Regions from separate parts of the Cyprinus carpio genome. Here region 2 is linked to region 1. The links are chromatin contacts, called in public Hi-C maps. All regions are on one chromosome and are shown on one strand. The core of a region is the stretch at or near the end of the contact, and the rest is flanking DNA. Distances in the headings are between cores, read along the strand shown. Region 1 overlaps LOC109110193 (rap1 GTPase-activating protein 1-like). Region 2 holds the start of LOC109070489 (SPRY domain-containing SOCS box protein 1-like).

Region 1 (7,673 bases), core at 4,250-6,749:
AATCATAACTTTTCCAATGTGCCAAAAAACACAGGCTTTCAGATGGGCTCCTGTCTGGTAGGAGAGGCAGAGAGAGTGTGAGTCTATCTAGTGTACAATCTATCACAGGGTTGTGACCCTGGCTGAAGAGGCAATTAGAGGACAAATGCAATGCCCTTTTCTTTCATTGGTTCTCTCTCTCTTTCACTCACTTATTGTCTCTGTCTCAGTATGTCGGGACTGTTGCAGCCTGCAGCTGTTCCTCTTGCTTTCTTTGGGTATAATGAGGCAGAGCCGGTGCTGCAGGTTCTCATGATCTAATAGTTGGAGCGTTCAGACAGAGTTCATTCACTTACTGCTGTTTTTAAGGGAAGACCACAGATATTTCCTTTGAATGTCTGCTTTTATGTCCTCCGCTGCTTTCCGTTCATGAACTCTGATGATTGTTGAGGGCCGTGAGAATCGAAACAAGCAATTGCGTAAAAAAAGTTTAAGCAAGAAGGTCAAATAAAGTTTTACTGTTTATACTCTAGACTAACTAAAGGTATAGAGGTGATAAAATAACTATTTTAAGTACAGTATATACACTGCTTTAACTACCAGTTAAAAGTTTGGCCACTACTCATCATAACTATTTCCACTTCTTAAAATAACAGTAAAGTCATCAAATTTTGAAAAAGCTGAGAAATGAAAGTGGAATTATGACCAAAATTGTTAAGCAATGTTGCACCAAAAATGTGAAAGTGAAATATTTTTATCATTAAAACAGTAAAATAAACAAATAATCCATGGTGGAGACTTGCAGTGTATGCAGTGAACTACCTCTAATCTGAATGGACAAACACTTTTATACGCTGATCTCATGTCTATTAATTCTCCGGTGTAATTGAGAGGACACTGCAATGGCAAAGCATTCCTCTCTTAACTCAGACAAATAGAAATACATATTGGATAATAGACGTAGCATGTTGTGTTTGTTACAAAAGCCTCGACAAACACTTATATATTGTATTATAAGTAAGATACTGATAAATTTGTTATACTATTGTTCGTTTATTCATAATAACATATATTTTTACTTGAAATGCCAAAAATTTGTATGTAGAAATTAACATTAATCTAGAGTAGTAAATGTTAATAAATACTCTTTGATAACCAAAGAGTTGACAGTAGCCACTGACTTCCATAATATGGAAAAAATACTGTGGAAGTCAATGGCTACAATCAAATGTTACCAGAAAATAGCTTCTTTTGTGTTCAGCAGAGGAAAGAAACTCATACAGGTTTGGAACAAGTGGAGGGTGAGTAAATGACTACCTCTTTAATGTTAACAGATTTAATTTTATTGTAAAGTGTTACCAAATATATTTTCATTTTGTGAAGCTCACATTGAAATCAACAGTATCACATCTTTGTGTGAGGTTTTATAACACACTGTGTGGAGGTTTAAAAAGATGTGCGTTTAACCCCTCTCCCCTTCCTCTGTAATGGAGGGTTGATTTACTTCAAAGTCACCTCAGCCGCTGTGAAAGTATGATGTATTTTCCTGTCGGAGGTTGAGACTTAGACGCTGAGTTTAGTCTGTAATGTTCAAGGGAATGGTTTTCAAATTTCACAGCCGCCAACCTGATATTCATGCACAGAGACAAATACAAGAGGGGCCAAGATTCTTGGACAGAGGAACTCTTGACCTGCAAGAAGGGGGCAGGGAAGCATTGCTTTTGTTGGGGGTTTAGTGTGGACAATCTTGTCTAAACCTCCAGACACTCCCTGTGTCGTTAGTGGCACACAAACCACAACAGCTCTCCCTTCCGTAAAATGGCAAGCTTTTCCTACCTGTCATGCAAACAGTATGGATGGCGTCTAGACGTTCTCTAATTTGAGCATGTGTCAAATAAGGAAGCCTGCACCTGAGCTAAAGTGAGGTGGACATTGCTGAATGCTGCCCAAATGGAAGAAATAAGGAGAAAATCTCAGCCAGATGTTCTGAAAAGTGCTTTGTGAGAGAGGTGAACATGAAGGTTAACAACACACTGGGTTGAAGTCAAAGTCAGTGGGGGCTGTGTAATCTGTAAACTCTGATGAGACAGTGTGGGTGGGCTCTTCATTACTTATTCAAAGCTGTTTGATATTAAAGGTGTGGTTGATTATGATTTCACTTTTTTAAATTGTGTGTAATGTTGCTGTTAGAGCATAAACAATGTCTGCAAAGTTACGATGCACAAAGTTCTATGCAACGGGAGATATTTTCTTTTGAAGAAATCACTATTTAAGGAATACACACACACACACACACACACACACACACACACAGGCTGATAGGGACTACAACGAGCTTCTTCCTGGGTTTGTGACATCACTAATTAATTAATTAATTAATTAATATTATTGCCAGAGTATGCATTTACTATTGAAAAGCCATCAGTATTGAAACATGCTTTCCCCTGCATAATTGCCAAAAATATAATAAATTAATTACAAATTTAATAAAATAATAATTAAATAAAAATAATTAAAGTTAAATTAGTTAATATATAAATAATTCTACTTAAATAAAAAAAAATAATAATTAAAACATAGTAAATTTTTGTAAATAATTGTACACAACAATTCAAAGATTTACTGTCAGTAAGACTTTTTTAAAAAAAAAAAATACATTAATACTTTTATTCGGCAATGATGCATTGAAGTGACCTAAAGTCATAAAAAGACACTTATAATGTTCTTTTAAACTATCTATTTACAATAGAATCCTGATTTTTTTTTTTTTATCATGGTTTCTGAAAACTTTTAAGTAACACAACTGTTTTCAACACTGATAATAATAAAAATGTTTCTTGAGCAGAAATTCAGCTTTTTAGAATGACTTCTCATGTGAGGATCATGTGACACTGAAGACTGGAGTAATGACTCCTGAAAATTCAGCTTTGCATCATGATCCTAACTGTAAAATGATCCTAAACTATAAAATTCACAATATTACTGATTTAACTGTAAAAATAAATGGAACCTTGTTGAGCTTTATAGACTTCAAAAACTTTACAGGGCCATGCTAACCAGCTAAGCCTTGATCGCCTGGCACTTACTGTCTTTGGAACTTCCAGTACGGTCCTCTACGTCATATTCTTGTAAGACCATCCTGTCCATCCCACTGACGTCTGTGCAAAGACCTTGGCATTTCGAGTACATCATTTTATCAGACTGGTCTATTTGTAACTGCAAACTCTGCCCACATCATCAGATTCTGTCTCTCACACAGTTGGCTAGAAGTTATTTTTATGTATATTTTGACTGCTATAATATACCCTTCCATCAGCTGTGTAAAGTTACATGCTATTTTGTCCATGTGGTTCCTGGAATGTCTTTCCATGTCCGTGCACTCAGTTACGTGTCCACTTCAGCTCAGACTTTACTATTGCACAGACCACATGGAAACGTTCTTCTTCACACACACACACACACACACACACACATTGTCTATAATAAATAAAACAGCTTGAAATAGTATGTCTTGTAAAACGTATAATAATCTATATATATAATATATATATATATATATATATATATATATATATATATATATATATATATATATAAAATAAATACAGCTTGAAATAGTATTGTCTTGTAAAACGTCTAATAATCTATATATATTAATATATATATATATGTTATCAGTGAATGCAAATCATGGTTAAACTGAAGAGATCAGTTGTTGGTTTAAACAGAGGACCTCTGTGTCAGCTTAAACCCTCTTATGGTAAAGTGAGAAGCAAAATGATATTGTGATGAAAACTAAACATTTTAAAGGATGTAAAAAGCCACTTAATTAGCCTCGATAGTCCTCCAGACTCTGCGAGGCGTTGAAGAGTGTGTGAGCAAGGATTTCATGGGTGTGAGGGGAAAAACGAGCCATTAAATGAGGGCTGATGAAAGCAGTGTGAATTATTCATCATATTATGTGACAAAGTGTGAAATGATCGGCTCCATCCTGCACAGTCTCTTCACACTCACGGCCAGCTGCTCACGCTGCACATCTACACTCCAAACACATGGACTCAAACCTGCAGTTCTCTGCCTAAACACACATGCCAACACAACGTATGTAACAGCTCTCCCTTTTTTGCTTGCAACTGTGTGATATCCATACTCTGTGGACAAAACAGGATCTACAAGGCAGTCAATCTATTTTCTTTGGCCAACTAAAAGAAGTGGAGTAAAGGAATATTAAAGGAATATTTCAGGTTCAATACAAGTTAAGCTCAGTTGACATCATTTGTAGCATAATGCTGATCACCTCAAAAAAACATTGATTCGTTTTGACTTGTTCTTGTTTTCAACGTTCAGTGAGTTAAAAACAGAAATGTGAAGCTTGAAAATGTATTTTCTGTCAAAACATTCACATTATTGGATTTGCAATGATGTATAAATAATTTTAATGTTGTATGATTGTAAGTGTTAAAATGTCATGGCAATGAAGTATAAATTTACACAGAAAAGGTTTTTACACAGTAAAATTTTCACACTAAATTCCAGGTTCAATACAACTTTAGCTCAATTATCAGTATTTGTAGCATAGCATGTTGATTTCTACTAAAAATTAATTTCCACTTGAGTGTCAGTATCAGTATAAATATGTTTATTTATTTAATATTTATTTAGACTTGTCACAGAGTGGTCCCATTCACTTTCATTGTAAGGGCCTCACTGTAACCTCAAAAAATATTAAAATATTAACTCTAAAACAGCCACAAAATGTAAACAAATATGTCTTAGCATGATTTTAGCATGAAAATATTACATTTGAACCTTTTCTGTAATGATATGCCTGATATACTATGTTGCCATGACAATGTAAAATCCTAAAACATATGTAAAAGTACTTTTTAATATATTAAGTTTCTCCTTTCTGCTTTTAAATCCTCAAAATTGTACTGTGTTGTGCCTCACTTTAACCTCGAAAACAAGTTGAAATAAATATATTTTTGTAATCAATATTATGCCACAAATGCTGTTGACTGAGCATAACTCTTGCTGAACCCACGATATTCCTGTAAGTAAGGGTCAAACCTAGAGAGAAAACCAGCTGGGGTTATTAGTTTTACATGTACCAGGAGATCACGTCATAACAGGGTTAACAGGTTTGGAAGATGTAATGTAGATGGGCAGTCTGGCCTTTCTGTGACAGTATGAGAAATATGTAATCGAGGAATGTACTGAACTCAAATAGTATATCATGTGATATGTGATCATGTGATTTGCACCAGTTTGTGCTGTTCACTGGTATGCATATTATAAACAGAAAACATCACGCTGAGTCTAGTTTTACAAAGTTTAAGGAATCAGCATAATACACTGCCAGTGCAAAAGGGAAAATAAGTGCAGAATCATGCTGCTTTTATTCCACTGTTCTCTTTCTAAACTGTCATCAGCTCTAGTCATCAGAGCCGTGTTGACAGGCGCTGCTCGTAAGTCTGTGTTCTGACCCTGGGAACTTTTCACAGTTGGGGGGTTGGGAGAACAGCACTGCTTTACAAGAGCTGGAAGTGAGAATGTGTCTCCTCCAAACTCTGATTCATGGCCACCCTCACACCTTACCAGCTGTGTCTGACATCTGTCCACATCATCATCCCACCTCTGACCTTGTGCACACATAGTGGACATATTGAAGTATTCATTCACTGTAGATACTGTGTATCAAAGTGAAAGTATCCTCTATGATGCAATGTTATTTTAGTATTGTTTTGACAGCATAGCTTTTTTTTCTTACTATTAGGCTTGGTAGCCAATAATATCAAATCTGTTAAATTATTTAGTGAACACAAAAACTTTGACAGCCCTGAAAACACACACAAACACACACACACACACACACACACACACACACACACACACACACACTTGCATTTGTGGTTTACGGGGACTCTCCATAGACGTAATGTTTTTTATATGGTCCAAACTGTATTTTCTATCACTTTCTATTTCTATTTTAATTTTAATTGTTTTATTTTACATGGGTTATGAATTACTTTATGTTTTCAGCACCTGCATTTGAAAGAATTTATTTACTGAAATGATGTTTTGAATTATGTAAATGTTGCCCTCTGCTGGTGTGGAAATGCACTTGCAAGTTAATTAGAGCCAGTAGGCCACACAAAAATCACATGCATAATTCCTCATACATACAGTATGCTATATAAATTTGAAAAGCAGAAACTAGACATGTATGTTCCATGAAATATCACACTCAAGTTTATTTGTTTCAGATTTCTTGGGCAGTATGTACAAAAAAAGCAGTATTTACAATGATGATTGCACAGGAAAAGGTCACAGAAGCAGCAGCTAAAAGGAAAGCATAACAACATCTAAAAATGTAAACCCTGTCATCAGCAAGGATTTTGTGCTGCATCTTTTATTTCCAAGACAAATTTGACTTCTGTACAGGAACAGCAATTACAGTCATGTACATGGACACTGCAAATGAACGGTGCTAGAATCATAACTCACCACAAGGGGGCACAGAAACCCTGCGCAGCGCAAACAAAAGCTGACTAAAACCATATTTCCAACATTTTTATTGGTACGCAACTGATCCCATGACCTCTAGGGGTTGTATTTAGTGTGTTAGTAATTCCCTGTAGTTATTGTGATGATGTACAGCCTTTTAGTGCGGTATAAAACAGAAAATAAAAATATAAATAAAAAACCCAAATATTTTTTTTTTATTTTTTTTATGCAACATCTCACAGTGGCAGAGTCCAAAACCTCAGGCAGCTGCCTAATCAGTCTAAAACATCACAGGCATAATGAAACTGCTTTCAGACACATATTATTTTGTTTTTTTCAAATAAGCTAATAAGGCAAAGCTGAATTTTCAGCAGCAGTTGTGCTAGTCTTCAGTGCCACATGATCCTGCAAAGCATTTTTCAGATTTCAGACAGCCAATGTCTGATGTATCATGAGGACGGATCAGTTATGGGAAATGTATAAAACAAACATGGATCAGCAATGAGGACTAGTTTAATTGAAGCCACCAAGGCCAATCATTTATCATAAATAGGTTACAAAAAATTCTGCTAAGCTTTTCCCTTCATATATTTGGACACTTACAGTAAGGCAACCTCGAACCACTCTGCCATATTTAAGCTTCATTTAATGCTTTTTGCCTTTAACAAAGAGCAAACATCATATTGACTGATTTTTGGCATTAACGATTGGTTTATAGATTAGCAACAGCACATTTGTTTTAACTCAAAAGTCCTGTCTAGACTGAGTTTTTAAAAGAGGACTGTCACCTTGGCACACAGTTCAGACATCAAACCATCTGTACGTTCAAACACAAAGCAAAGAAGAGCCAGACTGAAATGAGTCAACATAAGGAAAATGATCTCCACTAGGATTTTTTAGATTTTTAGTAAGTTTGGAAAAAAAGAGTCACTATAAGAAACAAAACTCGAGACCCTGCAGCCCTGATCATGAGCTGCTTGATTGGCAAACAGATAAATAATCAACATGTCGAATTGGTGAAACAAAGCTAAGCATAAAGCATAACTTACGGTTAGTCCTGCTTGGTTAGCTGGTCAGGAAACTAAACTGAATTAGTATGTTAACTCACTGTTGTTGTAACACTGACATGGCTGAACTTCTTATCTGTTTGAGGGTAAGGTAAAGCATTTCCAATGTCTAATATTATA
Region 2 (7,652 bases), core at 3,802-6,301, 43 kb before region 1:
GGATATATTCTCAGAAAATGTATTATCAAGATCATTTTGCTTTTGTTTTAAATTAGGTAAGAATTTTAACTGAGCAAACTTGTATTCAGTGACTGTTTGAATTCTTTTTAAGCATAAATCTAACTAAATTTAGTGAGGCTTATGCTAAGAACAAGAGAAACAGTTAATTTGTTTAATTCAAAATAAATGTACTTCTCAAGTACATAAAGTATATTTTACTAGAAAACAAGCAATAGTAAGGATTTAAAAATATTTTTACAGCATTAATATGAATGAATATCTCTATATATTTTTGTTTAATAAACAAAGCAGATTGATTTTTAAAACTGGGTTTCATCATGTTATACTCAAACACTCCTAGCACATCTAAAGAAAAGCATCTGTAACTCCACAATGTGAATGACAAAAGCTTTTTTACTATGAGCTATCTTCTCCGGTTCTGGGGTTGATAGTTTACTATGGGCTGTCAAACCCGCTGTCAGCCACACATGCTCTGCTATAGAGGGGGAGTGATTTGCAGGTTGCCTGGTGGGACTGTGTATTGATTAGCTTGAAATTACTGGTTTTAAAAGGTTAGCGAAAAAGAGAAGATGTAAGCTGCCCGCTCACAGCAGTGTCTGCATGCTCACCGGCAGTAATCAGCATCTTCAGCATATTGTGCTAACACTGCACAGGAAAATGTGAATTTCACTGAGAGACAGCTGAGTGCTGGGTAATTTAATTCAGGACTCTCTCTCAGCCAGAAGTGTAAAACGAGCCATATAACCTTCAAAACCACACAACCTTTCATCTGATCATAAAGGATGACTGACAAATAAGAGCAGTTAGCATTTAAGGAAATTACATATGCCAAATGCTGAAAACTATTCCTGAAAAATGCTCAAGCAGAAATCTGATCAGCAAATTAATGCGTATAAAAACAAAGAAATTTTGGTTCAAATGTTCACAAAAGTGAAAAGTGATTTATAACCTAATTCAAACTTGGAAATGAACAGAAAGATTTATGATTTTGAACAAAGTAATATTAAAGAAATCTTATGGCAGAAAATAAATGTTCTCATTTCAATTAAAGCACTTTAAAGATGCTTTTTGGATCAATCTCGAATCATGCTGCATAACACGATTACCAGCTTTTACACAAACTATATACTAATACATTTATGTACATAAATATAACAAAATATAACATGATAAAATATTTCAGTTTTTTTTTTATAAATTATAATAGTTTTATAAAATCTATTAAACTAAAAAAATCATTCATTAATAATCAGATAAAGTGATTTAATTAAATATTTCTACATTATATGAATTTTAGCACGGCAAATCTGTTACCTAAAAAACCCATTTACTGTCTGCGCTTCTTTCATATTTTCTCAGGACATTTAAGAATATATTTGAAGGCTTCCTGCAGTTGTGCCATGCAACTCTAAACACAAGGTGGCAGGAAAGGGCTGTCTTTCCCTAATTTATTCTGTCTTAAGCCATCACAGTGCATTATTGTTCTGTAGCTCAAGAGTTCATTCATAACGACAATCATAAGAACAATGATTTTGACTAATCTTAACAAAATTAAATATAACAAATTCTCCTTTTTCCGCACCACCTCCATTCACCTTCCAAAGCTGCTTTGAATGTCAAAACCTAGTAGTAACATTAAGCAAATAATCAGCCTGTAAAAATGAGGCCTAGACTGCACTGTAGCTTATTAGGATAAAGGAAAACAATGAAGCCCATATATTTCACTTAAATGCAAAAACGTGCATATGTTCCTGACCAAATTTGAGTTTTAGCTGAGCTCTTAACAGCAATCTTTTGTAAAGACAATAAGCGCTAATATATGCAAAAACCAGCACAACAATTTAAAACTACACAAGCAAATACTTCAGTCCAAACTAAAACTCTTAAGTCTGAAAAAAAAATATCAGCCTGTTTTTCAGTATACTACTGCTGTGCCAACAAAGTGAAATATCCATTCACCAGTATGCCAGTCCTTCATTTCACAGCATGGCCTCACTTATGGCTTCCATATGAAATAAACAGCATCTGTGCTGGAGAAAGTTTACCCAGCCTGCTGTAAGAATGACTCAGTGCATAGAGAGAGTAAATGTGTCAGAGTGTTTTGTGACGGTGGGATTAGCTCACAGTAAATTTCCTTTTCCTTATGACACGCAACCCATGCTCACATTCCTGTTCTCAGTTCCAGTTCCTGAAAAGAATGAGGTGCCTGTGCAGAGATGTTTGGAGCTTTGGTGAGGAAACATAGCAGGTGAGTCCCTCAGAATCAAGCACTTGTTTGTTGCTGCTGGTAGAAAAGGAAACCAAACTGCAATGGTATATAAATACAACAGAGCTGGTTTTAAAAGATAAAAAATGTGCTTTTCTGTGTATGAGAGAAACTGTTATGCAACAATAGTTTTAGGGAGGATTCTGTATATCATGTATAACCATTTTAACACTTGTTTGGCTGATTTAAAAGTAATAGTCTCCTAAATATTTTAACTGTAACTGTGTAATCCTTTTCCACAGTTGGCAGCATAATTCTTAGAAAGTACACAGTAACTTTTTCCACTGGAGTCCAAGCCTGACTGTTTGTGACATTTATTTAGTTTTATATACGGATAGTGTGGCTTTCCGAGCAAGAAACAAAGAGCTAAGACGAATGTGTTTGCTTTTTCTCATGTGAAAGGTAGCAGTGGCTCTTAGAGGTTGTCTGGCTAAACAAAAACAGTCAGTGGTATTGTGCAACTTCAGTATGCTTGCCATTATTCAGCCTTATTGAAACACACTTGGTCTGGCATGAAGAACTGAGGCTAATCATGTAAATCTTAAACAACTAAACCCAGAGTGGTCAACTAGGGATCCCTGAAAGTGCTCCATGGGGTCCAAGTAGATGTTTAAAATAAAACCACATAATAAACCTTAATTTTAAATACATTTCTAGTGTATATCGTCCAACTTTAAACATATCTATATCTATTATGTAATGTTCGTTAAAGGAATAGTTCACCCAAAATTGTAAATTTTATAAAATTGTAAATTTGCTCACCCCTCAGGCCATCAAGGATGTAAATGATTTTGTTTCTTCACTGTAACAGATTTGGAGAAAGCATACATTACTTGCTCACCAATGGATCCTCTGCAGTGAATGGGTGCCGCCAGAATGAGAGTGCAATCAGCTGAGAAAAACATCACAATAATCCAGAAGTGAATCACATGACTCCAGTCCATCAACTAACATTATGTGAAGGAAAAAGCTGCATGTTTATAAGACACAAATGCATCATTAAGACATTTTAACAGCAACACATCAGTCCATAATTTATTATAGCTTCCTCCAGTAATAAAAAATCCATCCTCTCTTGTTCTCTTACATCAAAATCCATTTAAATATTTGTTTAGAACTGTTTTTTACCTGTGTTCACTTGCACATGATTTGTGCATATTTCTCTCATGAATCAGACATATTTTTTTCTTTTTACTGGAGAAGGCAATATCATGCTCTAATCTAGCCAGAAGAAATTATCTGAAGTTAAACAATGCCTTAATGTGTGTGGATTACTTGTGGATCATAGTGGTGTTTTCATACGCTGTCTGGACTCTCATTCTGACGGCACCCATTCACTGCAGAGGATCCACTGGTGAGCAAGTGATGCAATGCTGAATTTCTCAATGTTCAATTTTGGGTTAACAATTGCTTTAATGTTTTTAATAAAAATTTGAAAGTATTTCTGAGAAAATCTAGCTTTTTTACACTGAAGGTCCATGAGATCCCGGTACTGAGAAGGTTGAAAACTACTGAGAAGCAAAGCCAATGTAAACCAGTGCAAGAAAGGCCAATAAAACAATAAGGAAACAAAAGGATTTGTAAGATCTTGGATTCTGTTGGTAAATAATATGCCTTTCTGTTATGTGATTGTTCTAGGCATGTCAAAGACGCTTTGAATTTGTGAGTAATCAGAGTGAACACAAGGGGACAGTAAAATACTTCACAAGTCCCTCAGTGCCAATGGTAATATGGTTAAGGCAAGAATGTGATTCTTAGCTAGTTTAATATAACTTGCTATTTCTTTCTACCATCACTGCTTACCTCTTCGCTGTCACTGAAGTCTACATCAGAGGGAAAATATCTACTCCACCCTATAACAGAATGGTTTGAGAAAACTAGCGACCACAGAGATGGGCTCAGGAGGAGTGATACATTGTGTAAGGTCTATGGAGGAGTTATTATGTGTCTCCAGACAGTTTGGGTTGCCAAGATGCCTCATTCTCTGTTGAGTCACATAGAGAGGAGCCACATGAATCAGTGTCTTCAATGGAAATGCAGTCATCACACAAAAGGGTGCAACAACTTCTAGGTCGAAGTGCAGTCAGTCTGAAAGTGAATATGAAATTGCAGACATTACTGTGAATCGAAAAAGAGGATGTGACCAAGCATTCAAGATTGGGGGTCACTGGAAAGCAATATAAATCAATCACTACTTTTGCCTAAATAAGCTGTCAGAAAATCACTATTTATTAAAAGGCAATATTTACCTCTGGAAAAAAAAAATGAAAGTAATATAAATACTACATTAAAGTAGCTGTAAAGCCCTAGAATAATAAAAAAAAAAATTATGAAATATATCAAATTTGAGATAATTAATAAACAGGGGTACTTGCTACAGGGCACATTAAACATGTCTACTTATATATTATATATAAATGTATATTTTTGGCCATTTCTGACCATTTTTTTTTTCCATTAAAAGAGAGAGATACACCAATACTGGGTAATACGTCTACAAAGAGACCTAAAATACCAATATGGTTCATATTCAATTCACTTTAATAATAAAGGGTGAGTCAGTGGCTCATAAATAAAACAATTGCGTTTGCTTTGCTAACTATTAGGACTACAAAGATGGTAAATTAAAATAAAAATGAAAGAAAGTTCTAGCGCCTAAATATATATCTGGCATGCACATAGAGGGTGATTATGCCATCAATATGTAGTCCACAATTAGCAGGGTTTATCAGGGGAAATGTGCTAAACAACAACTCAGCTCAATTGGGAGGGACGTTCAGCAGCAGCTGGAAGCTATTTGACCACGTGACTGAATAGACGTTTCTATCGCTGTTAGCAGCCATCATTTCACCCAATACAAGCCTGTGCTAAAAAGACATAGAGAGGAGATAATAGACTAGTCATGGATTTGCACGGGAATACCGACTGAAAGGAACACTCGCTCCACTCCTTCGCCCATGGTTTATTTCCCGGTATGTATCAGTTGCAGGTACGGTCTGAAATAATTACGGTTTAACACATTTGTCTGTCTTTTTTCTTTGTTGTGTGTTCACATGCACACAGTCGCGGTTTCCCAAGCTTTCCCAATACAAACATCCAGTCGACGCGCTCATTCAACAAGCCGAAGTTATAAAACGGGAAATGCGATATAAACGCGCTAGACTGTGGCACGTTTCCTATTGCATCTCAGTGTAAATAATGAATTAACATACACCAAGCAACAACCACTTCCTGCGTTTGTAACGAGTCTGAAATGGATTCTTAAACCGACAAAGATGTCTCGTGGACCTACATTTAATAGTTTCAAACACTAGTTTGGCAGCATCAGGAGATTTGTGGCTGATTATTTTGTTCGTTGCTTGCATTTAACCTCTCTGCGAAAGGCCAGGTAACGTTAGTCGCAATGCACTAATTACTTTGGTGTGTGTACATGAGAATTGTGCTTGTAGCCGTTTCAACTTGTACTCCACGACAGTAAAGACGTTTGTCCCAGACAATGCTGGAGAGGCTTTACTTTCGGTTTAAGGTCTTAAAGACCTATTGCATTTGGTCTGGAGGCATTTGTGTTAAGCTATCTCTACTTGTATGATAAGTGAAGACGACGTCATCGTCTATTTAGGATTTGTATACTCACTACTATTAGGCCTGTTTTAAGTTATTTGTTTGGTGTTCTAAGAGTGCTAATTAATAGCAGCACTGTCAATTTAGAAGTAATTTGTTCTTTTGTAAAATAAGTGGAATCATTTGCATTTACCTGCAGCTGGGAGTGGGCCTTTGAGATTAGCATTGCTGTTTTTTTTTTCACTCACCCCAGAGCTCTCCGAGCTGGAAACTTAAAAACATGGAGTGGATTTGAAGCGGAGTGACTTCAGAAAGCTTTGAGGGGAAAGGGGAAATCTTTGTCCCGCTCCAGTCAACTGATGTAACAGGCCGGACTTTGATCTGTGTTGCTTGATAATAAGCAAATAATGCTTTGGCTTCTTTTTGCCGAAAAGATAAATAACTGTTAAATTTTTGTCTAAATCTAAATGACTCAATTTTAACTTCTTTTTTTTTAAGCAGTTCTTTAATAAAATATCTCGCGTTTTATATTTAAAGATACAGAAGTCTTCCTGTCAGTGTCTTTGTCACTGTCATTTATTTTCTTTTGCCATATCACTGCCATAAATATGAAGTTAGTTTTATTGCTGCAACTCAAATTTTAGTTTAGCAAGTATTTCAGTGGAAACATTGGTTAATGGTAACTTAGGTTTGTAAGGGGTTTCTCGTCAATGGGTGTTGAGATGACCCGCAGAGACATCAGCTCTGTGTTTGATCTATTTAATGTCCGATTACTCTGGTTGATGTATTCAAGGCAGATTAATCTTGCCTTTGTGTTTGCAAGAACCGTAGGACTGATTTGAGTTAACAGTGTCTGTACTACAGTAAATGCTCCCGACTGCACACAGATGTTTGTAGGACTGTATTACAGGTAACTCCTCTGACTCGGTGCTGTAGAGGATATCCTACTGAACTGACCTGGATTACAACAGTGCAAATGTTGAAAGTTAATATGTTTAAGTGTGATTTGCTCTCCTTCCCATTCACTAAAGGCCAGGACACACCATTTTGATTATCAGTAATGTTGATAACTTTAGTCATTTTAAGTGGCTCATGTTGTTATGAAAACATTTAGGTATTAGAATGTTTGGGAAAGATCCAAAACATTTTAAACAGCCTTCTGTATCTACACTGCAAACTACCGCCGACGTGAGACCTATGAGAGCCGACGAGTGGAACATACCAAACAAACTAGCTTGCCGTCGCCGACCGTCGGCTTGGTGTGTCCTGGCCTTAAGACTGCTTGTCTGGGTTGGGTTAATTAATGTGGTATGGCCTGGCTTTTTAAGGGTTAAGAGATGAAACCATTAAAACTAAAGGTTCTTCTGTGGTTCATAGGCCCTTATTTTATCAAGAATCGTTGTGCGAATAAAAAGCTCTTGATACATTTAAAGGTTCTTCAGGTTAGTGTATTGTTTCTTTAAAGAACATGTTTTTCAGGAAGAACTCAAGAAGAATTTTTAAATTATCTTAAAGGATTAGTTAACTTCCAGAATAAAAAAAATCCTGAATTTACTCATCTCCATGTCATCCAAGATGTTTGTCTTTGTGTCTTCAGTCGCAAAGAAATTAAGGTTTTTGAGGAAAACATTCCAGGATTTTTCACCATATAATGGACTGCAATGGGAACCAACGGGTTGAAGGTCCAAATTGCAGTTTCAGTGCAGCTTCAAAGGGCTCTGCACGATCCCAGCCGAGGAATAAGGGTCTTATCTAGTGAAACGATAGCCCATTTTCTTAAAATAAACATTTGTATACTTTTTAA

What was found. A called contact is a pair of places that touch in the nucleus more often than the background predicts.
Region 2: a Hi-C map of skeletal muscle shows a contact between it and region 1, with 6 times the contacts expected there. The contact joins the promoter of LOC109070489 here to the enhancer-like site in region 1. A contact is called at or near these places in 8 of 8 Hi-C or Micro-C datasets (liver, red blood cells and skeletal muscle).

What each region holds. Positions count from the first base shown.
Region 1 is chrA23:11,371,282-11,378,954 of ASM1834038v1, reverse strand. It overlaps LOC109110193 (rap1 GTPase-activating protein 1-like), which reads right to left. Exons shown (of 26, transcript XM_042713137.1): 26 at 6,209-7,673. Among protein-coding and RNA genes, the nearest start is that of LOC109070489, 41 kb to the left of the region's middle. Within about 2 kb of position 5,499, at least 2 of the 8 cell types and tissues checked have an H3K27ac peak or open chromatin away from gene starts, as enhancers often do. A contact at or near this core is called in skeletal muscle, where this site is marked.
Region 2 is chrA23:11,413,379-11,421,030 of ASM1834038v1, reverse strand. LOC109070489 (SPRY domain-containing SOCS box protein 1-like) reads left to right here and starts at 5,051. Exons shown (of 4, transcript XM_042713144.1): 1 at 5,051-5,276.